Regions from separate parts of the Oryctolagus cuniculus genome. Here region 2 is linked to region 1. Evidence: chromatin contacts called from public Micro-C data. All regions are on one chromosome and are shown on one strand. Each heading gives the region's core, a stretch centred on a gene start, on an enhancer-like site or on the middle of the called end of the contact. The rest is flanking DNA. Distances are from core to core; before and after follow the strand shown. Region 1 overlaps FAM13A (family with sequence similarity 13 member A). Region 2 overlaps FAM13A (family with sequence similarity 13 member A).

The links. A called contact is a pair of places that touch in the nucleus more often than the background predicts.
Region 2: a Micro-C map of ear pinna shows a contact between it and region 1, with 6 times the contacts expected there. The contact joins two enhancer-like sites. A contact is called at or near these places in 6 of 6 Hi-C or Micro-C datasets (ear pinna, embryonic fibroblasts, liver and 3 more).

The regions. Positions count from the first base shown.
Region 1 is chr8:76,602,528-76,607,669 of mOryCun1.1, reverse strand. The region is part of intron 2 of FAM13A (family with sequence similarity 13 member A); the gene reads right to left. Among named protein-coding and RNA genes, the nearest start is that of FAM13A, 70 kb to the right of the region's middle. Within about 2 kb of position 2,334, at least 2 of the 8 cell types and tissues checked have an H3K27ac peak or open chromatin away from gene starts, as enhancers often do. A contact at or near this core is called in ear pinna, where this site is marked.
Region 2 is chr8:76,820,988-76,826,762 of mOryCun1.1, reverse strand. All of the region lies in intron 7 of FAM13A (family with sequence similarity 13 member A), which reads right to left. Among named protein-coding and RNA genes, the nearest start is that of NAP1L5, 120 kb to the left of the region's middle. Within about 2 kb of position 2,837, at least 8 of the 8 cell types and tissues checked have an H3K27ac peak or open chromatin away from gene starts, as enhancers often do. A contact at or near this core is called in ear pinna, where this site is marked.

The DNA.
Region 1 (5,142 bases), core at 1,085-3,584:
AAAGTTCCAGACTCTACGAGATAAAGAACTGGTGAAAGACAAGTTCCTTCCCTCAGTCAGCTAATAAGGCTGTCACTCAGCGGAGACCAGCAGAGAAGGCTTCGCCAAGGAGGCAAATGTGACCTTTGGCTGAAGCATGAGAAAACGGACGGGCCAGGGCCCAGGTCAGGGGAAACTGATGAGCTCAGGCATCAGGGCCTACTCTGCTTTGAATGTTTGCCTTCTCCAAAACTCTTGTTGTAATTTTTTTAATTAGTTAATTAATTTGAAAGGTAGAAAGAGACAGAAAGAGAGAGAGATCTTCCATGTGTCAGCTCACTCCCCCAAACGCCTGTAACAGCCAGGGCTGGACAAGGCCAAGACCAGGAGGCCAGGGCTCAGTTCAGGCCTGGCTATCTGAGAGGGGTAATTTATGATGATTAGAAGTGTAAATGCTCACAACTCTGGAGGCTGGGAAGTCCAGTATCAGCCAAGGTGCGAGCGTCTTCCCAGGGCCTTTTGGTTGCCTTATCATGCAGAAGGTAAGAGGTAGGGAGAGAGAGTGAAGGGGGCAAATTCTCCATTTTTATAGCAACCTGCTCTGACAATAATGGCATGAAATCCAATCATGAGAGCAGAGTCCCCTTGACCTAATCACCTCCCAATGTCACCAGGACATCTGTATTCCGTATCAGAGTGACTGGGACTGAGCCTTGGCTCTGCTTCTGACCCAGCTTCTTGCTAATGTGTACCCTGGGTGGCAGTGATACTCGGATTAAGCACTTGGGTCTCCCAACAGACAAAGGAGACCCAGATGGAGTTCCAAGATCCTGGCTTCAGCCTGGCCCAGCCTTGGCTGTTGCAGGCATTTGGGTAGTGAGTTAGCAGATGGAAGATCTCTTCCTCTCTCTCCCATTTAAAGAAATAAAAATAAGTAATACAAATTTTAAGTATCAATCAGTAGAAAAAAAAACTCAAACACTATCATTACCCTTTGGAACCTGCAGCCTGGTGAGATAGTTGTGTTCTTCCCTACGTATGCATGATTCGGCCATGAGAACATCAATATCACAATTGACATGGATTTTTTAGCTTCAATTCTAAGAAAAACCGTGATACCAAGCATGGTATTAAAAACATTTAACAATCAATATGGCCAGGACACCATCTAATCAGAAGAGATACCAGTCATTGCGTGTGGTGGGCAGGTTCCAAAATCGACTCTCTGATCCCCACCTCTTAGCACCATCTGTAATCCACTGCACTCAAGTGTGGGCTACACCTAGTGTGTGGCTCCTCCCGACAGAATACAGCAAATGTCACTGGATGTCACATCTCCGATTAGGTTAAAATGACTGCAGTGATGCATCTTGCTGGTTCTCTCTCTGATAAAGCAACTATTTGTATTGTCAATGACCCTATGGAAAGTTCCAGAGGGAAGGAACTGAGGGTCGCCTCTGGTGAATGACCAGTGAATAAGTGAGAGCCTCAGGCCAACACCCACAGGGAACCGAACCCTGACAACTGCCATATGAATGCGCATGAAAGAGAATCTCCCACATCTGTCCTGATGGGACTACACCACGAACACAGCCTTGGAAGAGACCCAAAGACAGAAACCATGGCTAAGCTGTGCCCAGATTACTGACTCGCAGAAATTATGGAATAATAAAATTGACATTTTCGTCTACTATTTGGCACCAGGCAGGGAGTAATTTAGTTATGCAGCAATGGACAACAAATACACACCATTCCCTTAAACCTATAGACCATTGGGTACAATGTGACACTCAGCTTAATCATTTAAAGTCTTCATGATCTGTTTGCTCCATTCCACAAAGGTTTATTTGTTATTTATTTATTTTATTTATTTTATTTTTGACAGGCAGAGTGGACAGTGAGAGAGAGAGACAGAGAGAAAGGTCTTCTGTTGGTTCACTCCCCAAATGGCCACTATGGCCGGTGCTGTGCCGATCTGAAGCCAGGAGCCAGGTGCTTCTCCTGGTCTCCCATGGGGTGCAGGGCCCAAGCACTTGGGCCATCCTCCACTGCACTCCCTGGCCACAGCAGAGAGCTGGCCTGGAAGAGGGGCAACCGGGACAGAATCTGGCCCCCGACCGGGACTAGAACCCTGTGTGCCAGCGCCCCTAGTTGGAAGATTAGCCTAGTGAGCCACAGCGCTGGCCATACTTATTTATTTTAATATGAAAGGCACAGACACAGGGAGATCCTCCATCCACTGGTTCACTCCCCGAATGACTCTACCAGCCAGGTCTGGGCCAGGCTGCAGCCAGGAGCCAAGAACTCCATCCGGGTCTCCCAGTGGGGAGCAGAGACCCGAGGACGTGAGCCATGATCTGCTGCCTCCCAGGAGGCACATTAGCAGGAAGCTGAATGAGAAGAGAGCACCCAGGACTTGAACTAGGCAGTCAACGTTATGGATCAGGATGTGGGTGTCCCAAGCAGTGGCTTGACCACTGAGCCCAAAGCCCGCCTCAGAGGTTTGCCTTTAACTCAAACACAGGCTGGCATCACAGAGGGAGCACACCAGCCCTGGCCCAAGCCCAAGTCTTGAGAATCGAGAATTCTCTGTCCTGCTCCTGTGCTTACCCAGCCCCTGAGCCTAACGCTGCCTTCTGTGTTTGGCCAGCAAATGCGCCTGGGTCTGTCGCTCACACAGTGTTTTTCTAACTGTGACCTTAGGCTTTCTCTCCCAACAGTGTTCTTTTTTTAACCTTTCCTCAAATAAACACACTTCCAGCAATTTCAAAATAGCTGCTCCGCTCCAAGAACAGCCTGTGGTCCTCCAGGCTGCGGATCCCAGCGGGCCACACTGGCAGAGACAAGTCAGGGCTGGAAGTCTCGACGTCAGGGCTTCTCGGACGTTCACTTCTGCCTCCACGCCACTACCAGCACAACTCCCCCCCACCCCCACCCAAAGCAGTGCTCATGACACTCAGGGTTCTCCAACCAGGGGACGCTTATGTGGGCCTATCACCCTGGGAGACAGAATCCACCCAGTTTTAAAAAGTCTCTTGTGATTCTATAATATTTCCATTTCCCATCTAAGGCTGACCAGACTATATAATCTCTGACTTTTCCTACCCTAAAGTTTTAGGAAGTTATGACTGTACCAGCCATGTTCTGAAGATCATGAAATGGCTTCGTGAAATTGCTACCCTCTTCCATTTCTGAGATCCTCTTATCCTTGATTTTGGAAGACACAGTTAATCACCACGAAACCACAACTTAATGAGGGCTTAGAAATGACAGAAAAGTTGTATATCTTCACAGCTATACCACCGATAGCTACTTTTTGGTACAACTGAGATTTTTTATTTCAAAATCGTATGAATAGGGGCCAGCGCTGTGGCAGGTAAAGCTGCCGCCTGCAGTACCAGCATCCCATGTGGATGCTGGTTCAAGTCCTGGCTGCCCCTCTTCTGATCCAGCTCTCTGCTATGGCCTGGGATAGCAGCAGAAGATGGCCCAAGTCCTTGGGCTCTGCACCCACAATGGAGACCCGGAAGAAGCTCCTGGCTCCTGGCTCCTGGCTTGGGATCAGCACAGCTCCAGCTGTTGCGGCCATTTGTAGAGTGAACCAGAGGATGGAAGACCTTTCTCTTTCTCTGCCCCTGCCTCTCTGCAACTCTGACTATCAAATGAATAAATTTAAAAAAAAAATCGTATGAAACTAAATACACCCCAAGTCACCATTTGCCAAATGGCACATTTGGCCCAGCACTTAGACAAAACATGAGCACATTCTGCCACCTGGTGGTCAATGGAGAATCCTACACTGTCCAAATGGCGTAACCCATATCTTAATGCTAAGAAGGACGAATAATTATAAAGTAATTTAAAGAGGGAATGCATTGTAAGTTGTATAATTTTAAATTAAAAAAACATCATTTATGTAAAGACCTTCTGTGCTAAATTTCTCTCATGTCAAGTTGTTAAAGTTGGAGCCGGCACTGTGGGGCAGCAGGTTAAGCTGTCTACAGAGCTGGCATCCCACATACACTCCAGTCCAAGTCCTGGCTGCTCCACTTCTGATCCAGTTCCCTAATAAATGTGCCTGGGAAAGCAGTGAAAGATGTCCTGTCTCTCTTGACCTCTCCCACTTATGTGGGAGACGAGATAAAGTCCTGGCTTCAGCCCAGCCCTGGCTGTTGCAGTCATTTGGGATGGAAGATATCTCTCTCTCTCTCTCTCTCTCTCTCTCTCTCTCTCTCTGTTACTTTCAAATAAGTCAGTCTTTTTTTAAAAAAAGTTAATTTTTTATTTCCTGTAAATGCAGTTTAAGATCAAAATATCTCCCTCTGATTAAATTATGTGACCAATCATCCCTATTTCTGACAGAGTGTGGACTATATCACAGGTATATAATAAATATTTGCTGACTCGAAGACACTACTAAAGAATATAAAGAATAACAGGGAGTGAAGTATCTTGTCCTTAAGCTTCATGCCCCCCTTCTAATGTACATGGGTTCCTTGGTTTATTAATGATAGCTTCAACCTGAGGAAGGAATTTCCAGTTCAGTACATAGTAACTCGCTACACAGTCAAGATGCAGGTGCCAGGTCCTAGCCCAGCCTGCCCAGTCATGATTCTGATTCAGACCAGGTGTTGCCAAGGCAGGTGTATTTTGACAACACTCAATTAGGAACTCTACTTCACATCCCTACTGAAGAATGGCCAAGTTAGCCTACTAGAGCGTTTGGGCAGCATTACCTGCATATACCCTAGTAGAGTGTAACTAAGTATGCTAGACAGATGGGGGAGGGTGGAGAAAGCCATGCCTTACTGCCTGTCTTGCCAAGGTTCCCGCACGATGATGATGTGCACACAAACTGGCTCAGCCGCTGCAGAGCTGACTACACACGCACCAGCCTACCTCTAGTAGTTCGAGACAGACAGACGCACTCATACATGCTTGACATGACGCACATTCAAAGTTTACCACTGAACCATTACTTAGAAACAGCAAGACTGCAATAAGTCCAATGCATAAAGATAGGACATGTACAGTGCAACAGTGTGTAGAAGAGGTGAAAGAGTTAAAGATAAGTAAAGCTTTTTATGCAATATGAACCCTTCCCCCAAGACAGCCACATCCAGGGCTGCACAAGAACCCTTCAATAACATAGGAGAGCATCTT
Region 2 (5,775 bases), core at 1,588-4,087, 220 kb before region 1:
TGCTAATGCGGCTGCCTCCTCTCTAGCATGTGAGCTCTTTGCACAGCCCATGTCATGATTACCCTAGGATCACTGGAGTGCAGTGTCGGTCAGAGAATATCTGAAGCAACACCGCAGCCTGTTTTGTCTGAAAAGGTAAAACTGACATTTCGTCAATGGCAGGAAGCATCAGTCATGAAGGAGAAACACCTTACGTGATGTCATGTTATTAAATATGCTCTTTGAGTGTCAGAGTAGTATGGCATTCGATTCCGATATATCCCAGCTGTCCATAGCTGTATACAAGTGGCAATCATTAACTCGAATTTGGATCAGTGTGTGCTCAAGCGTGGCCCATCTGTATCAGATATGCTTTTAAGGAGTCTGGGAAAATGCAGATTTCTCCCTGCTGCTTCCAGGCTCGATTCACTGAAATCTAGGAAAGAAGGGCAGCAGGAAAGACTTGATTTTAAAAGTAAGCTCTGCAGGTCACTCTCGCGCACCTCGAAAGCAGTGACCTTTCTGTGCAATACAAGTGGTGAGCAGGAATTTCCTTAAGTGGTATCAAAGCTTTTCTTTACTCATCCACTCTCAGTTCCGGTTCCAGTCTCTTGGTGCTCTTACACAGAATGGAAGAAAGCACCGGTTCTGTGACTCACACACACAGAGTGCCAAGGCTCTGCTCCTTTCCTGCTGCAGGCAGCATCATGGGCAGGGGCAACAGCTACCAGCAGGAGAGCTAAGGGAATCCTGGTCACAGATACAGAGAGGGGTCTGGAGAAACAATTACATGTAGGAGCAGGAAGGTTTTCTGCATAAATGCTTTACATTCACAAGGGATCCTTAATGAAGAAACCCACACTACAGACAGGCATGTGCTAGAAGTGAAGGCTGTTGGGGAAGCAAATTAAACCCTAAGAGCTAGGGAAACGCTGTGGCCGTGAACGGGCACAGGGGTGACTGTGCAGTAATGCAAAGAAACGAAAGGAGGGATTCTGCATTCCAGAAGGCAAATTCCACTTATTCCTGGATTTATTCCCGATATGTTCATTAATAATGACAAACAATGCAAAATTCTGATTTTCCTTTCGCTTTTTAAACTGCCGAAACAATGTATTAGCTGTATAAAGTCCCATTTTCTTCTTGAATAATCATTATCAAGTTGCTACTACAGAGGTCAGTCATAGTCAGTAATCTTTCTTGCCTGAGATACAACTTGCATAAGACCTTTAAAAACTGATGTCATTATAAGAAAAAAGAAGCACCCAACTTTATAGTTAGACACTAAATCAAGACTCCAAAAGGTGTCTATTAACACTGGTCTCTGGGGAGCTTCAAGCATGAGAACCTTCTCGCGACATTCATGCAGAAAAATTTCAGATCTCTCCATAAACCACATTTTGCTTCCTTGGATCATTAGAAAAGGAAGTCTCTGCACATCTCCATCAAGTTGCCATTACAGTGCCCTCACCAGTGCAGTGAGAGAAAGACAATGCTGCTTTATCTCACAGTAAATAAATACCTGTAGGAACCACTCCACATATAAACATTTTTTTCCAGCCTAATTAAAACATAAATATTTAGTGCAATATTTGTGGCATCATTTATAACAATGAAATTCCTTTTTGTCTAGATTTTTGTCAGTTCATAAACAAACCATATTAAGCACTTTCTACATCATTTTCAGGACTAACACCTTTGATAATTTCCTTAAGTGAAGCATTTCAGGACTCAAATGTACTGCAGCTGACATTGAAATATGATCTTAGGAGCCACAAAGGTAGTTTAAAAAAAAATCATAAAATGTCCTCGGGCAACTCTGCAACTTTCTCCGGGCCTCGGTTTCCCTGTTGTGAAAGAGGTAGACTCAGTCATCACGGGGTGACCTGAACATTCCAGGACACTTGATTCTCTTACAACAAGCTCCTTTGTTTAAAATGATCTTTTCCTGCTTTCCTACAACTGCTCACCACACCTCCCGTACACATTATAATCATTAATGAGCAAAACCAGAGCCTTCAACTCAATCATTCTTACACACCACGTTTTGTTTTGTTTTTGCAGTGTCATTTGTGTAACCAGTCCACTTATTGTGAAGTATGTACAGCTAGAAAAATCTCCGCCTGGTTCCAAACTCTGGAAGAGAGGGATCCTAAAAAAACATTTTAAAAAGGTCATCAGCCTGCCAACATCCTTTAAAATAGCCTTAGTGGAAACCCTGATTGAGTTCTCTAAACCTCAATATATTCCTCAGGCTATTCTTTCCTTTAGATTTCAGAGGTATTTTCTTACAGGTATTTCCATCCAAAGGAAGATAGAACTGAGCACAGTGACCCAGGGAAACAGATAAGAAATGGGGCAGAAATGTCAGCAGAGGAGTAGAACATTAGTGAAGTGTAAGAACAGTAAGGACACAAGGGACTGTCCCCAGTCTGCAGCCCCGTACCAGAAGATGCCAAGTGCTGGCCAAGTTACAGGGCTTTCTACTGTCCGGAAAAACCTTCGCACAGAACAGAGCAAAAACAAAACCGACAGGGAAGAATGCTACCTTTGCAGAGGCATGATTTCGCAAGCCATTCTTGCATGGAAATGTGCAGGAGAGGCTCACAGCTGTCTCGTCCCCGGCCAGACCAGCTGGGCTGCCTGTGCAGAGACCGTCTTCTCCCAGTGGCTAAGTGGGCTTGGGCGCCAGGCTGCACCTCTCGGCTGGAGGCTGGAGGAAGGACTCGCTCTGCAGTGTGCAGTGCGGTGCCGCTCTCAGCCTCCAAACTCTCCCGGGAAATGCTGTTTTATCGGCTGCCTCTCTACATGTACACTGCAGTCCACTTTGACCTTTTGTTCCAGGGAAGCAGCTGAATCGCCCAGCCAATCAGAGGGGCAGCTGCTGCAGAGCTAAAGCGCTCCTCCTCCCCTCCTCCTCTGCCTCCTCCTCCTGCCGCTCCTGCCGCCGCTGCTCCTGCTCCTCAGTGGGCTTGCCTCGTTCTAGTAACTTGAAACTTTCCTCTGAGCAGTTCCCCAGACAAGCCTGTCAGACAACCAATAACTGGAGCGAGAAGGCAGAATCCTCTGCTTCTCCCCACCGCGGAGGCTGCCAGCAAGGAAACCCATTTGTCAAGGGAAGACGTTGCCTCTGAAACCAAAGCTTTCTGTAGCAGAAGGCAAGGGCTCTGCCATGTTGCCTTTCTTCCTTAGAAAAGCCAAGTGCAAAAAAGCAAAATTCGCTAGCCTTGGAAGGCACGAGACTTTTCTAGAAGGAAGGCATGCTCCCAGACCCTGGCCCTACCCACATTATTTCCTGCTGATGTTTGTTTACACTGCGGTGGTGGTGACTAGTCACCACTGTGACATCATCCAGGGCGCAGGGCTGACACTTCTGGGGAGCACTGTGCCTGGGGGACCTGCCCAAGTTCTCAAGGGCTCCGAGTCTCCTCTTAGGGAAGTTAGTTTCCCTTGTTATTCTGCCTTTTGTTCTTAACGAAATTGAATGTGTTCCTTTACACATTTTCCTTCATGGATATCAAGTACATTCTGAGGTTGTTTTTTGTTTTTGCATAGGTAACACAAAATCAGTTTTCCCCTAAGGTCTTCTAAATGCTTGTTAAATGGTCCCCATTGTCCCTGTAACCTCGTCCTCAGTAATGAAAGACGAAGGTGATTTTTTGGGAAGACAATCGCCAATCTACAGATCTCATACGCATACGCGGCAAGGAGCATCTCAGAAACACGTTCACAGCAGATTCTTTCCTGCCTTGAGAGTTCTCAAGCTCCGGCACCGCCCAGAGAATCACTTCTGTAGGTGAAAGGCCACAGAGCCCGGAGTCCATGGCGTTCAGAAGCAAGGGGGCTTGCGTGTCTTCCTCACCTGTGGTCTTTCCCAGATTTTTTTCTATGGACCTCACATAATGATGAATGTAGAACACAAGGCTCTGTTGGAAGATGTTCATGTCCCTGTGCTAAATCTGCTAAGGAGAATATTCTCCTTATCTAAGTCATCTATCACGTCCATGAAAACAGCTGAATCATCCCGAAACCATGTCCAGACTGTGATAGGCTATCAATAGCCAGAAGCAGCCTCTTACAACAACAGGGGTTAAGTCCAGAATGTATAATTGAAACTGTCCATATTCCTCTTTTGAGTCTAGATTGCCAATTCTAATTTGATTCTCTACTCACAATACGTTGGCTCTGTATGCTTACGTAGGTTTTATTTTTTGAAATGCCTTTAAACCTTGCTTAATACATTCAATTGAACAACCATTTACATCCAACACATGAAATGAAATGACAACTCACAGTCACTTCTCATTTCAAGGTTATCTGCTGGTAAATTAAGTCTTCCTATTAACAGTCTTCTAACATGCCACATTAGAGTTAGAATGTCAACAGTCTTTTCTTAAATCCGCTAATGATCTAACTCAATAATAACATGCCTTTTCAAGTCTCTTTTTAAATCATAATTTCTGCTGGTTTTTTTTTTTTCGGTGTTACTTGATGAGCATTTATGAATCTGTAGTGGGCTTGCTGCCCCTTCCTTCTACCACACTCCCTGCCGGAGTCCTGGCTCCCCTATACCTCGGTCATTTCCACCTCCGACATCCGCACCTCAGTTCTTCACAGGCAGGCAGGGGAGTGCCACCCCCTGGCCTCTGTCACTTCTACGTTCTCAGATGCTGACACTCCCACCGCATTTCTGCTACCCTCCTTCCCCACGGAGCTCTCTCTGGGAGCGCCCAGACCTCTCTCTCCCTGACCTTCCACCTTCACAAGGAGCTTTCTCCTTAGCTCCGGCGGCTCCGCAATGTCTGCAGAGGCTAACTAACCTGCACCCAAGCCAACTCGCATGCAGGTTCTCCAAACAGGCATGGCCATGACTCTCAGCTGCACTGGGTTACTTCTAAAGTGGGTTCACCAGGATCCGCCACGTCTTCACCCTCTATAAATCCTGCCAGCTGGGCTGTCTCTCGCCAGACTGCTGAACGTTGCAAAAGCAAGTCACATAGCCCTGGCAACTAGTTACACTACAAATTCATATTTAACCTCCACGTGAACCACAGGCCAGTGTGGCAACCTTTGTTCATTATCTTCCCCTGGCTATTCATTGTACTCCCACAGCAAGCGCTGGGGCTCTCCAGTGCCACAGACCTGACCTCGCTTAGTCACCGCTGACCTCGCCTCCCTGCAGACCGACAGACTGGGCGCCTTGGGTCTCCTTTGCCCGGCTCACACTCCCATGCCCACCTCCCCTGGCCTCCTTTCACCTGGCTTCTGGCGTGCCTAGGGGACAGGGTGCTCAGTCATAGGGGCCAAGCCTCTCCGCTGTGGACTGGATCCCACTATTTCCTCTTTCCTCTGGAAGAAACCTGGTCTCTCCCTCGGGTTACACCTGCCTCCTGCTGCCTGCTGCTTCTTCACCAGGCATATGAGCGTGAAGAGTCTTCCCCAGCAGACTGGCCCTCTGACCCTGTGCTGCACCCTCACTTCCTTCCCGCAGAGGCATTTCCCTAGAAGCTACCCCCGCAGCTTCTGGCTCCTGAGCCATTACGCAACGAGGACTTCACCCCATGACAGGGGACTGTGGACTTCATGGCTCCTGAAATGCTCTGAAGGCCACCAATGCTCTTCTGGTCAATAAATCTGAATACTTTTCTTAGATCCTCTTCCTTTTCTGAAAGTTTCTTAGATGCCCACCTTCAGGTTTCTCAGAGTCTTTGGTTCTCTGTGATTTTTCCTAGGAATTCTCCAAACTTCCCTGGTCACCATTCTGTCTTTCCTTGCCTTTCACTCCTGCCTCCAAGC